Regions from separate parts of the Mus musculus genome. Here regions 1 and 3 are each linked to region 2. Evidence: chromatin contacts called from public Hi-C and HiChIP or PLAC-seq data. All regions are on one chromosome and are shown on one strand. The core of a region is the stretch at or near the end of the contact, and the rest is flanking DNA. Distances in the headings are between cores, read along the strand shown. Region 1 has its middle 26 kb from the start of Gm30290. Region 2 has its middle 64 kb from the start of Cmpk2. Region 3 has its middle 8.3 kb from the start of 4933409F18Rik.

Region 1 (3,031 bases), core at 472-2,971, 370 kb after region 2:
TGTATTTTTATTTAAAATTAATAAACCTCATTTATTTTTAATGTGTCAATTCCATTTTTATTAATCATTTTAGCTACCATGGTTTTCATTGTGACATTCCATGTGTGTGTGATTAAATATGATGGTTATTCATTTTTATTCTGACCCTTCCCTGCAAAAGCTATTTTTACTTTATTAAAAAATTAAACAGAAAAAACAGAACTCCTGTATCCTAGTCCACACATAGCAACCCCATTGGAACCCTAAAATAAATTTCTAGCTTTCTTCTTTTAACTGCTTACCACACTGATATATTATTATTAAAGGTGCATAGCTTCCATTCTCGAGCCCATGTGTGATACTTTGTGTTGTATGTATTCTTCCAAGTGTACTCACATGTATCCATCATGATAGCAACCCACAGAATAGTTACTCTTCCCCAACACACTATGCAGATTCCATCTTTGTCCATTCTTTGCCCACATCCCCATGGTAACCACTGGCATTTTTACTTTCTCAACACTTTTGCACATCTAGACTATCTCATAATTTGGAATCATGCCACATAAATGGCTTTCTTCAATTTGTCTTATTTCACTTGGAAAAATGTGTTCGGAGTTTTTCCATGTCTTTTTATAGCTTGATAGACTTCTTTTTAGGTCTTAATAATATTCTGCCTGTTGGAATACATCATAGTTTATCCATTCACCTCCAGAAGTATATCTTGGTTGCTTTCAATTTTTAACAATGATGAATAAAGCTACAATAAACTTGGCATAAAAGTTTTTTGTTCTTTTGTTGTTGTTATTTTCATTGGGGGGGGCTCTTCATTTGTTTGTTTGGTGTGGATTCATGCTTTCAACTTATTTGGGTATGAAACATGTTTTCAAGAACTTCTCAAAAATGTATTGTGTGCTTTCTAGAAAGGTATGTATGATACCTGACCATCTGAGAAGAGTAAATGAGAGGACTGAGGGGTCATTCCCTGGGGTTCTCTGGATGCTCAGTTTTGCCACAGGCCTGAGAGAAGAGTCCAGCAGGTGTGATACATGGCTCATCTCAGTTCTGGGCGTGCAGGGTGGGATGAGAGTCTGAAAGTTCTCAAAACACCCGTGTCTTCCTAAACCTGGCAAGGACTCACCTGAGCATAGGAGACAACTGATCCAGCACAGAGGGTAGAACCCAAAGTCAGAGCTAAGAAGCCCTGCCCACAGCCTCAGGGTGCCTCTGCTCTCTTTCCTCACGAAGTCGTTTACTTTAGCTGGTCACATTTAGCATTCATACAGACTATATTTCATCAGACTATCACCCTGAAAGTAATTTTCCCTCAGTTGAATACCTCTGAATAAAATATTTCTATTTTATTCACCATGGGTGGTGGGGCAGGATTCTGGGTTTATAACAACCATCCATTCAGAAACACAAATTTTCTTCTCTTTTGTCCTGTGATTTGTGTCTATAAAACTTAAAATAGGGAAACTAAGAATGAGAGTCAACATCCCCATCAGGAATAAAGAGGAAAATGAAGGACTCCTGAACCCATGGAGGCTTTTGGGCACAATGGTGTAAATTAGAGAGAGACCACTGCCATTTAAATTACACGTGAAGATACCAGCACAGAGACCCAGTGCTCATCAGAGTGATGAATGCATCCCAACTTAGAAGCAGTCAGAGCCACTTTGAAAGATGAAGGCTGAGGCTGGAAATCGATTCTGTTGAGAAGACACACCTCTCAGTGGAGAGGGAATAAGCTGATATGGAGAATTCCTGTCTAAGCTCCAGCCTCGTAGTGTAAAGTGCACATTCGCACAGTGCTGATGCTGGCGTGAATACACAACTTCTGTCCCAGGGAAAAAGCAGACCTGCAGAGCAAGAACAGGGAGGAGAGACTGACAGACAGAAAACGTACATGCGCAGGTCATGGGTAAGGGGGATGTACGTAAGTTGCAGGTTTCCAACACAACTCAGGCCATCCAAAGCTCTGTACCACCCTTGTCTGTAGGATAATGGCAACATTGACAAACAGCACCCGTGAAGAGAACACGGGGCACAAACTCCGCGGTTTGCTTTTGTCTTCAACGGGGAACTGGACCCTGTGTCTTTATTTCTCCTGGCACGTGGCCCAGGCGGGCACCCTCCTGAGACCTTGGGGCTACTCACAAGACAGTGCACACCAGGAGCCACGCCCTTGCTCGCCTTTGCTACCGCAGCTGCTGCAGCAGCCGGGTCCAGCAAGGCTGCCTGCACTGTGGTTGCTTAAGATTTCATGCCTCCAGGTGCTGCATGGGTTATTCATGAAGGCTGCAGAGCTGTCGCCATGGGAGCCAATTGGCTGCGGTGCTTTTAGCATATTAATAACCTCCCCTGATTTAGTGCTGGGCGGGGCAGCCACCTGCACCTATAGTAGACAGCGAGTGATTGGCTTTTCGGTTTGCAGAACCCTACTTGTTATTTCTTTCCTGAGGGGCCAGAAAGAATATTTACAAATGAATCCAGGAAAGCTGGAAGCCAGGGAGCCTCAAAGAACTCAGACTCTATGGATTCTCTCTTAGGGTTGGGGTCCTTCTTCCGTTCAGGCTTCTCCCTCTCTTCACCAACAATGGGGGCCAGGAAAAAAGCTATGAGACTACAGATACTACATCAGAGGACCAGGTGATGGAAAGCTTCCTCACCAAGAGAGATAGAGGCTGGTGAATCCTGCTTAGTGGCAAGGCATTCTATACATGTTCATTCTAACCATTGTCCATGTGGGCCAGGGAAACAGGATGCTGCTTTAAGGTCATGACCTTGGAACAAAAAGGGTCAAGTTGCAGGACCTGTACAAACAAGTTGTCAGTCTGATGGGGAATTAAGTGCTCCCCAAAAGGAGGAAATTTGTATGCATAGGCCAGGAAAAGGGCTAGGACCCCAAAGGTGAAGCACATCCAGGATGGCAAGACAGGGTGGAGGTGTCGTGTTCAGTCAAACACATGTGTGTGGAGTGCAGGATAATGTGTGGTATCATCACCATCATCGCCACCACCATCATCATCTGTACAGCGTAACCTTGTCA
Region 2 (3,436 bases), core at 236-2,735:
AAAGGTCGTGGACCAAAGTCCACGATTGAGGAAGCCAAGCTGGAAACTCAAGGCAGGAACTGAGAGGCAGGGGAAGCACTGTTTGCTGGCCCACTCTCCCTCTGCCTAGCTTCCTTTTCTCTGTACCACAGGACCACCTTCCCAGGGTCCGTGTCATTCATAGTGATCTGGGCCCTTCTACATCAATCAATAAAATGCCCCCACAGACTTGCCTTATAGACCATCTGATGGAGTCAGTTCCTCAACTGAGAGCCTTGCAGGGCGTGTGACGGCAGTAAGCAAAGTCAGTCATTGCAGTGGGTGGGGACGAGAAAGACGATGACTTGATGACTTTAATGATCTGGATCTAATGTACTTTAGGTCATATTTCACATTCTTTCACAGAGTTGATGATTTTCAGCTCCTCCCCTCACGATGATTTTATATTAAGTTATTTAAAGTCTGCACCAAACGATGTTTTCTACAAGATGCCGTAGGGCAGTATTTAAAGGCTTCAAGTAACAGACTGGTTAAAATAAGCATTAACCATCCTTTTTGTTTATGTATGAGAAGTCCACTCTGTACTGCAGATGACTCAGAAAGAGGCAGGCCTTGGCTGGATTCCCTATCTGTAGGACGCTTTCTGCCTCCCAATCCGGGATGCATGTGAGTTTGGAAACCAGTGGATTCACTAGGAGTTTTTAAGCCCATGTAATGTGCTCACCTCACCAACATTCATGAGGCGTGAGGAGAAAAGGCTCCAGGAGGGGGTGAAGGGCTGGATTCTGCTTGAAGACAAAAGGGAATACCCAAGGAGAGAGGGGAGGGAAGGTTTCAAGATCATAGGCAGAGTCAGAACCTAGCCAGGCATAGGGCAAGTCACCGTTGGCTGTCACGTCAGCCTCCTTCTGGGTGACTGAAGACTGCAGATGGGAAATGGAAACCGTCCAGGTTATCAGGTGAGTGAGATCTATGTACAGGCAAGACTTTGACCTCACTGCCTAACTCCAAATATGATGATATTTCAGCCATTTTCCCTCAATACTGAGGGTTACAAGAGCTTGGGCTAATGTAATTTATGTTTCAACTAAACACTGAGACTGTAACTGGACAAACATCACACACACACACACACACACACACACACACACACACGCACACACACATTTGTATATACACATATTTATTTGAACTGATTAGTAAATTAAGTATGATTTAAAAGTATATTTAATTTTATTTTCCTTTGACATCCCCCCTTACCCTCCCCCCCCCCAGAGTAGCTGCTGGGGGTAGACCCCCAACATAACGAAAAACATTCCTCAATGTTCTGTGCACACTGCCTTTTATGGGCATGCTCAGGTTTCCAAGGCAAGGTGGCTTTGAATCAGTTGCAGGCCTCCTTTCATGTAGAAAACTGCTTAAAGATGTGATATTAGGGCCCAGGGAGACTGCAGAGAGAAGGGACAGTCATTTGCCAGTACTGTCCACTGGGTGGCACTGTTGCTCCACAGAGTGTCTCCATGGCGGGTCCCCAAGGACCAGGGCCAGGACCTACACAAAGGTAGGGAAGGTGTGTATGGTGAAGGGTTTATTAATGACTTTGCCTCCTCTGCGCAGCACTTTTGCGCATCTCCCCGGCCTCAGATCGTTCCTGGGCTCTCTCTGGACTGAGTGCCTGATTTGTTGTGGCCCAAACTGCTTTAGACAACAGCCAAGAAGGGCAGAGACTTCACGTGTGCACAGGCTGCAGTCCCGACGTCACTTAGAAGATTAAAAATAAATTGAAGCACATGTCACTTCAAAGGGGGCACAAAAAGGACATCGGCATGATTGGGCGCAGTAATGAGAAAGAGCTGTAGGTCCTTAGTTTGAACTGTACAGAAAAAAGGATTTTGAGGCTTATTCCCCACCCCTGTACTCCTTACATGAGAGTTAATATATTTTGATATTTAAGGCGCATTCGACACCATATGTGTGTGTGTGTGTGTGTGTGTGTGTGTGTGTGTATCTCCAATCTCTCTGTTTGGATTTGGACTCTGCCCTCGATCAGGGAGCCACATCAAGGAGCCAGGGAGACAAGAGTGTTCATCGGGGAAAGCCTGGGCCACACTGATGTACAAGCACAGAGCCCCTTGTCTGCAGAACCAACCCTACCGGTCCAGAAGGCTTTGTTGCCTACCTATCTATAATATCCATCCGGCTTGGTCTTTTGTCTCTAGGACCAGTCCCTGCAGCCTGGCCCCTCTCAGCCTGAGGTCCACGTTCACACATCAGGCATGTCTTGACTAATGGCGGCTGAGGCCCAATGACTCTCGTTTTTCATGAGTTGTCAGGAGTCTGAACACAGGGAGAGGGGGAGGGAGGGAGGGAAAAGAGGGAGGAGAAGGGGGAGGCGAGAGAAAAGGAAGGGGAGGTAGGAACGGGGAGACATAAAAAAGAGAGGAGGGAGGAGAGGAGGGGAGGGGAGGGAGGAGGGGAGGAGAGAGAGAGAAAAACAGGAGGGAGAGGAAGGAAGGAGAGGAGAAAGGGTTAGAGGTGAGATGAAACCTGAGTGGGGGTGGGGAGAGTGATAGAGGAGAGAGAGGAGGGGGAGGAGAGAGTGAGAAGGAGAGAAGAGAGAACACAGAGAGGGAGGTGGTGAGGAGAGAGAGACTGAGAGAGAGAGGTACTCAGAGGGAGAGGAGCATGGGCAGATGTCCTCATGAAAAATTTACAAGGAATAATCAGAGGTCCGTTCATTCCCTTTGGCGGGGAGGCCCCTAGGCTGTTTGCCCGGGCCACTGGGAGAAGGTGGGAAGAGCCCCCTCATTCTGCAGCAATCTGGCTCCGGTAGGGAAATGCCCCCATGCTTGGTGCACTTGGCCAATCCTCCCGAGACTGGCTTGTAAATGCAGTTCAGGCAAAATTGATGAAGTGTCAGTCATCTGAGGCTGGCAGTTTAGAGAGGTCACAGCTGCAAGGGGCTGCAGGGTCTCACAGAGATGGGACTGAGAAGAGTTAAAGGGAGAGCACACCCAGCAAGCAGGAAGCATTTATCTTCTCCTGACGGGCATTCTTCAAACATTTCTGTGCAGCTCTGACCTCCACCAGCTCTGGCCAGCCAGTGTGAGACTTCTGACTCCAGTTGTGCACTCTTACATTTTCCCTCGAAGGAGTCCAGACCCATCTCCTCACAGCCCCGGGACCCTCTGCTTAGGAAGGAAAGGGGGGACACTGCTGCTCCTAATTGAAACAAGCAGGCAGATCCTGATCAGTAATGGGGATTTCCCACTTTAATTGGCTCAGTGAGTCATGTCTCCTCATTCCCACACTTCCTGAGGCAGGATGGTTTCTCTAGGTGAGCAGCATCAAGTCTGCAGGGGATGGGCCGGGAGAGCTACATAGTAGATGGACATACATCTGGACTTAGTAGCTGTTCTCTGGAAGTCACAAGAACAGATGCAAATTTGGGCTTATC
Region 3 (3,045 bases), core at 409-2,908, 310 kb after region 2:
TCTTTGCTTTCATCTACATATTTTCAGGTTTTGGGTTTGACACACCGATCCCTGACTTGCCTGGAGTTAATTTGTATGTGGAGGTGAGGTCCTTTACACAGGAAGACCACAAGTCTAAATCTTACACATGAAAATATTCTATTAGCTAAGAATCAAATTGTTTATTAGAAAAAAAATTCCTGAATCAATTTTGGTCTTCATAGTTCTAAATATTAAAGGCAGTCCACTTTCTCCTTCTAACATATTAACATCTGACCTGAATTCTGTCTTCTTGGGGAAACAGCTGGGGACCATTACATCTGTGGCCCTCTTCTGTTGATTAATATGCTTACTCATTCTTAGTATCATTGGCTGATTGTCAGGGATTATCGAGCAGATTTGATATCATGTGTGGTTCCTCCTAACTTCCTGTGTTATTCCAGGTCCATTGTGGAATGAACACACCTCTTTCTGGCATGAAATCAAATGCTTGCATTTGATGATATTTAATTATAATTATCATAGTAGTATTTAAGGAGTTTTAATACATACCACCTTTTCAAGCAGATACTTCAGGGCTGTGACGTGCTTGGGTTCATATTTCCCCAGTGCTCTCAGCATGTAGATTTTGAATGAATTTGCCCCGTTTTATATGTGATAAGTTTTTGGGTGGTATTTTACTGATGCTACTTTTTATTTCATTTTCTAATTTTAATGCAAGCACATAGAATTATCATTAATTGGTAGATGTTAGCACTGTTCTCAAATCTTGATAAACTTGCCATTGTTTCTCTAACATGTTTGTAGGTTCTTGTGATCATTCTCTAGCTAATCACACCATCTATGAAAAATGACAGTTTTCAATTTTGTACTTTTTCTCTTTCCAATATTCATGCCTTTTATTTATTTATTTGGTTCACTTAGCTAACTAAGACCACTAAGACAGTGTTTTATAGACATAGTGTCAGTAGATATACTTCATTATTCCCAATCTTTGAAGAAAAGAATTCCATCCCTATAGATTTTGGTTATCTATCTATCTATCTATCTATCTATCTATCTATCTATCTATCTATCATCTATCTATCCATCTGTCTGTCTATTTTCTGTTGACTTATTACCTAAATATCTCTGTATCTATCACCCATCATCTACATATATATGTATATATGTGCATATGTATATTTGTTTATATATATATGTGTGTATGTGTGTGTGTAGATATGTATGCATTCATGCATCTACTTATCTTCTATCTATCTACCTATCACCTATCTATATACCATCTATTTTGTTTTTCTACTTAGGAAAACCTATAATGATATAAACAATGCATCATATTTTACTAACAAATATAAATATATTCTAGTGCGTTTTAATCATTGATGAATTGTTTTATAAAAACACTTTGGATTCATTCAGAAATGATTAAAAGACAAGATGAATGCTGTTCCATATAACACCCTAATTCCATTAAGCTTTACTAGGTAGGAAACATGGACAGGGATTTAGAACTGCAGTGTGCAGTCTCAGGAACGCAGGAGCTTTCAGCTAAGTGGATGAATTGCAGGCAAGGCTCTGCCACTTCTCGTCAGAGATTGGTGACTCAGTGTCAGGGGGCACGGGTTTCTATGATCTGACCGCAGGATGACCTCCTTTTATGGAGGACAAGGTATTAAGCAAGGTCGTTCTCTCTGGAACCATAAAGGAATGTGTAGGGAAGATTGAGTTTTGCTTTGTTCTGAGCAGAGCCCTGTGCTTTTGCTAGTTGCTAGTTCTGAGCTTGTGAGCAGGCAGGAGTTGTTCTGTGCCCAGTGCTGGTGTTTCTTGAGCTTCTATTGTGCTGAGTTTCAAGAGCTTGTCCTGTGATATTCTAAGCTTGTTTAGTACATCATTGGCCCTGTTTACATTCAAGCAGATAAACACAGGTTTGTCAGCCCAGGGATTCTCAGTGAACCTTGCTGCAGTCACAGTGTTTCCTTGCCTCCTGTAATAAGCACTCCCATTAGAATGTTTATCTGATGGCTGTCATGAAGCCTACTTTCTAGAATGTGTATATTCAGTCATGGCAAGATTGCAGTTCAGATGCAGGTTCACACAGTCTTTAGATGAAGGTTTAGATTTTTCCATTTCTTCTTAGCTTCAGACTCAGGAGTTAAAGATATTTACACATGTCTATAAAGAGGTTATGAAGTTGTCACAAGTGTGTGCTATTTTCTTTATTTACAGCATCCAATTAGGCAAGTAATAAAACCCCCCATTTTTTCAAGCAAGGAAGCCAGGCTTATTGAGAAAAATAGCTTGTCCAATGTCATTCAACTCATAAGTAACAAAAATCATATTTAGATGTAAGCACATCGTATTCTAAAATTTATGCTTGTTTTCCAAAGGTCTTTCTAAGGGTATGGAATGGAACATTCTTCCAAACTTTACCTTTTTTCATGACCACCAAGACTGATGGTTATCACATCATTTCTTTTCTTTCTTTCTTTCTTTCTTTCTTTCTTTCTTTCTTTCTTTCTTTCTTTCTTTCTTTCTTTCTTTCTTTCTTTCTTCCTCCCTCCCTCCCCTCTCCTTCCCTCCCTCTTTCTTTCTTTCTCTCTTTCTTTCTTTCTTTCTTTCTTTCTTTCTTTCTTTCTTTCTTTCTTTCTTTCTTCCTTCCTTCCTTTCTTTCTCCCTCCCTCCCCCTCCCTCCCTCCCTCCCTCCCTCCCTTTCTTTCTTTCTTTCTTTCTTGCTTCTTTCTTTCTTTCTTTCTTTCTTTCTTTCTTTCTTCCTCCCTCCCTCCCCTCTCCTTCCCTCCCTCCCTCTTTCTTTCTTTCTTTCTTTCTTTCTTTCTTTCTTTCTTTCTTTCTTTCTTTCTTTCTTTCTTTCTTTCTTCCTCCCTCCCTCCCCTCTCCTTCCCTCCCTCTTTCTTTCTTTCTCTCTTTCTTTCTTTCTTTCTTTCTTTCTTTCTTTCTTTCTTTCTTTCTTTCTTTCTTTCTTTCTTTCTTTCTTTCTTTCTTTATCTTGCAGTTTACTCACTGACCATGCAACTCTGAGAAACAACAAAACAGGAAAGACAGAGA

The links. A called contact is a pair of places that touch in the nucleus more often than the background predicts. HiChIP or PLAC-seq counts read pairs in DNA pulled down with a chosen protein or histone mark.
Region 1: a contact with region 2 is called in an H3K4me3 HiChIP or PLAC-seq map of embryonic forebrain, with 4 times the contacts expected there. The contact joins two enhancer-like sites. A contact is called at or near these places in 4 of 115 datasets of contacts at active chromatin or transcription factors (embryonic basal ganglia, embryonic forebrain, embryonic midbrain and 1 more).
Region 3: a contact with region 2 is called in a Hi-C map of stem cell-derived motor neurons, with 8 times the contacts expected there. The contact joins two enhancer-like sites. A contact is called at or near these places in 2 of 484 Hi-C or Micro-C datasets (the N1E-115 cell line and stem cell-derived motor neurons) and 2 of 115 datasets of contacts at active chromatin or transcription factors (differentiating embryonic stem cells and embryonic forebrain).

Annotation. Positions count from the first base shown.
Region 1 is chr12:26,901,495-26,904,525 of GRCm38.p6, forward strand. No RefSeq gene overlaps it. Among named protein-coding and RNA genes, the nearest start is that of Gm30290, 26 kb to the left of the region's middle. Within about 2 kb of position 1,722, at least 48 of the 459 cell types and tissues checked have an H3K27ac peak or open chromatin away from gene starts, as enhancers often do. A contact at or near this core is called in embryonic forebrain, where this site is marked.
Region 2 is chr12:26,531,671-26,535,106 of GRCm38.p6, forward strand. No RefSeq gene overlaps it. Among named protein-coding and RNA genes, the nearest start is that of Cmpk2, 64 kb to the left of the region's middle. Within about 2 kb of position 1,486, at least 45 of the 459 cell types and tissues checked have an H3K27ac peak or open chromatin away from gene starts, as enhancers often do. A contact at or near this core is called in embryonic forebrain and stem cell-derived motor neurons, where this site is marked.
Region 3 is chr12:26,841,288-26,844,332 of GRCm38.p6, forward strand. No RefSeq gene overlaps it. Among named protein-coding and RNA genes, the nearest start is that of 4933409F18Rik, 8.3 kb to the left of the region's middle. Within about 2 kb of position 1,659, at least 13 of the 459 cell types and tissues checked have an H3K27ac peak or open chromatin away from gene starts, as enhancers often do. A contact at or near this core is called in stem cell-derived motor neurons, where this site is marked.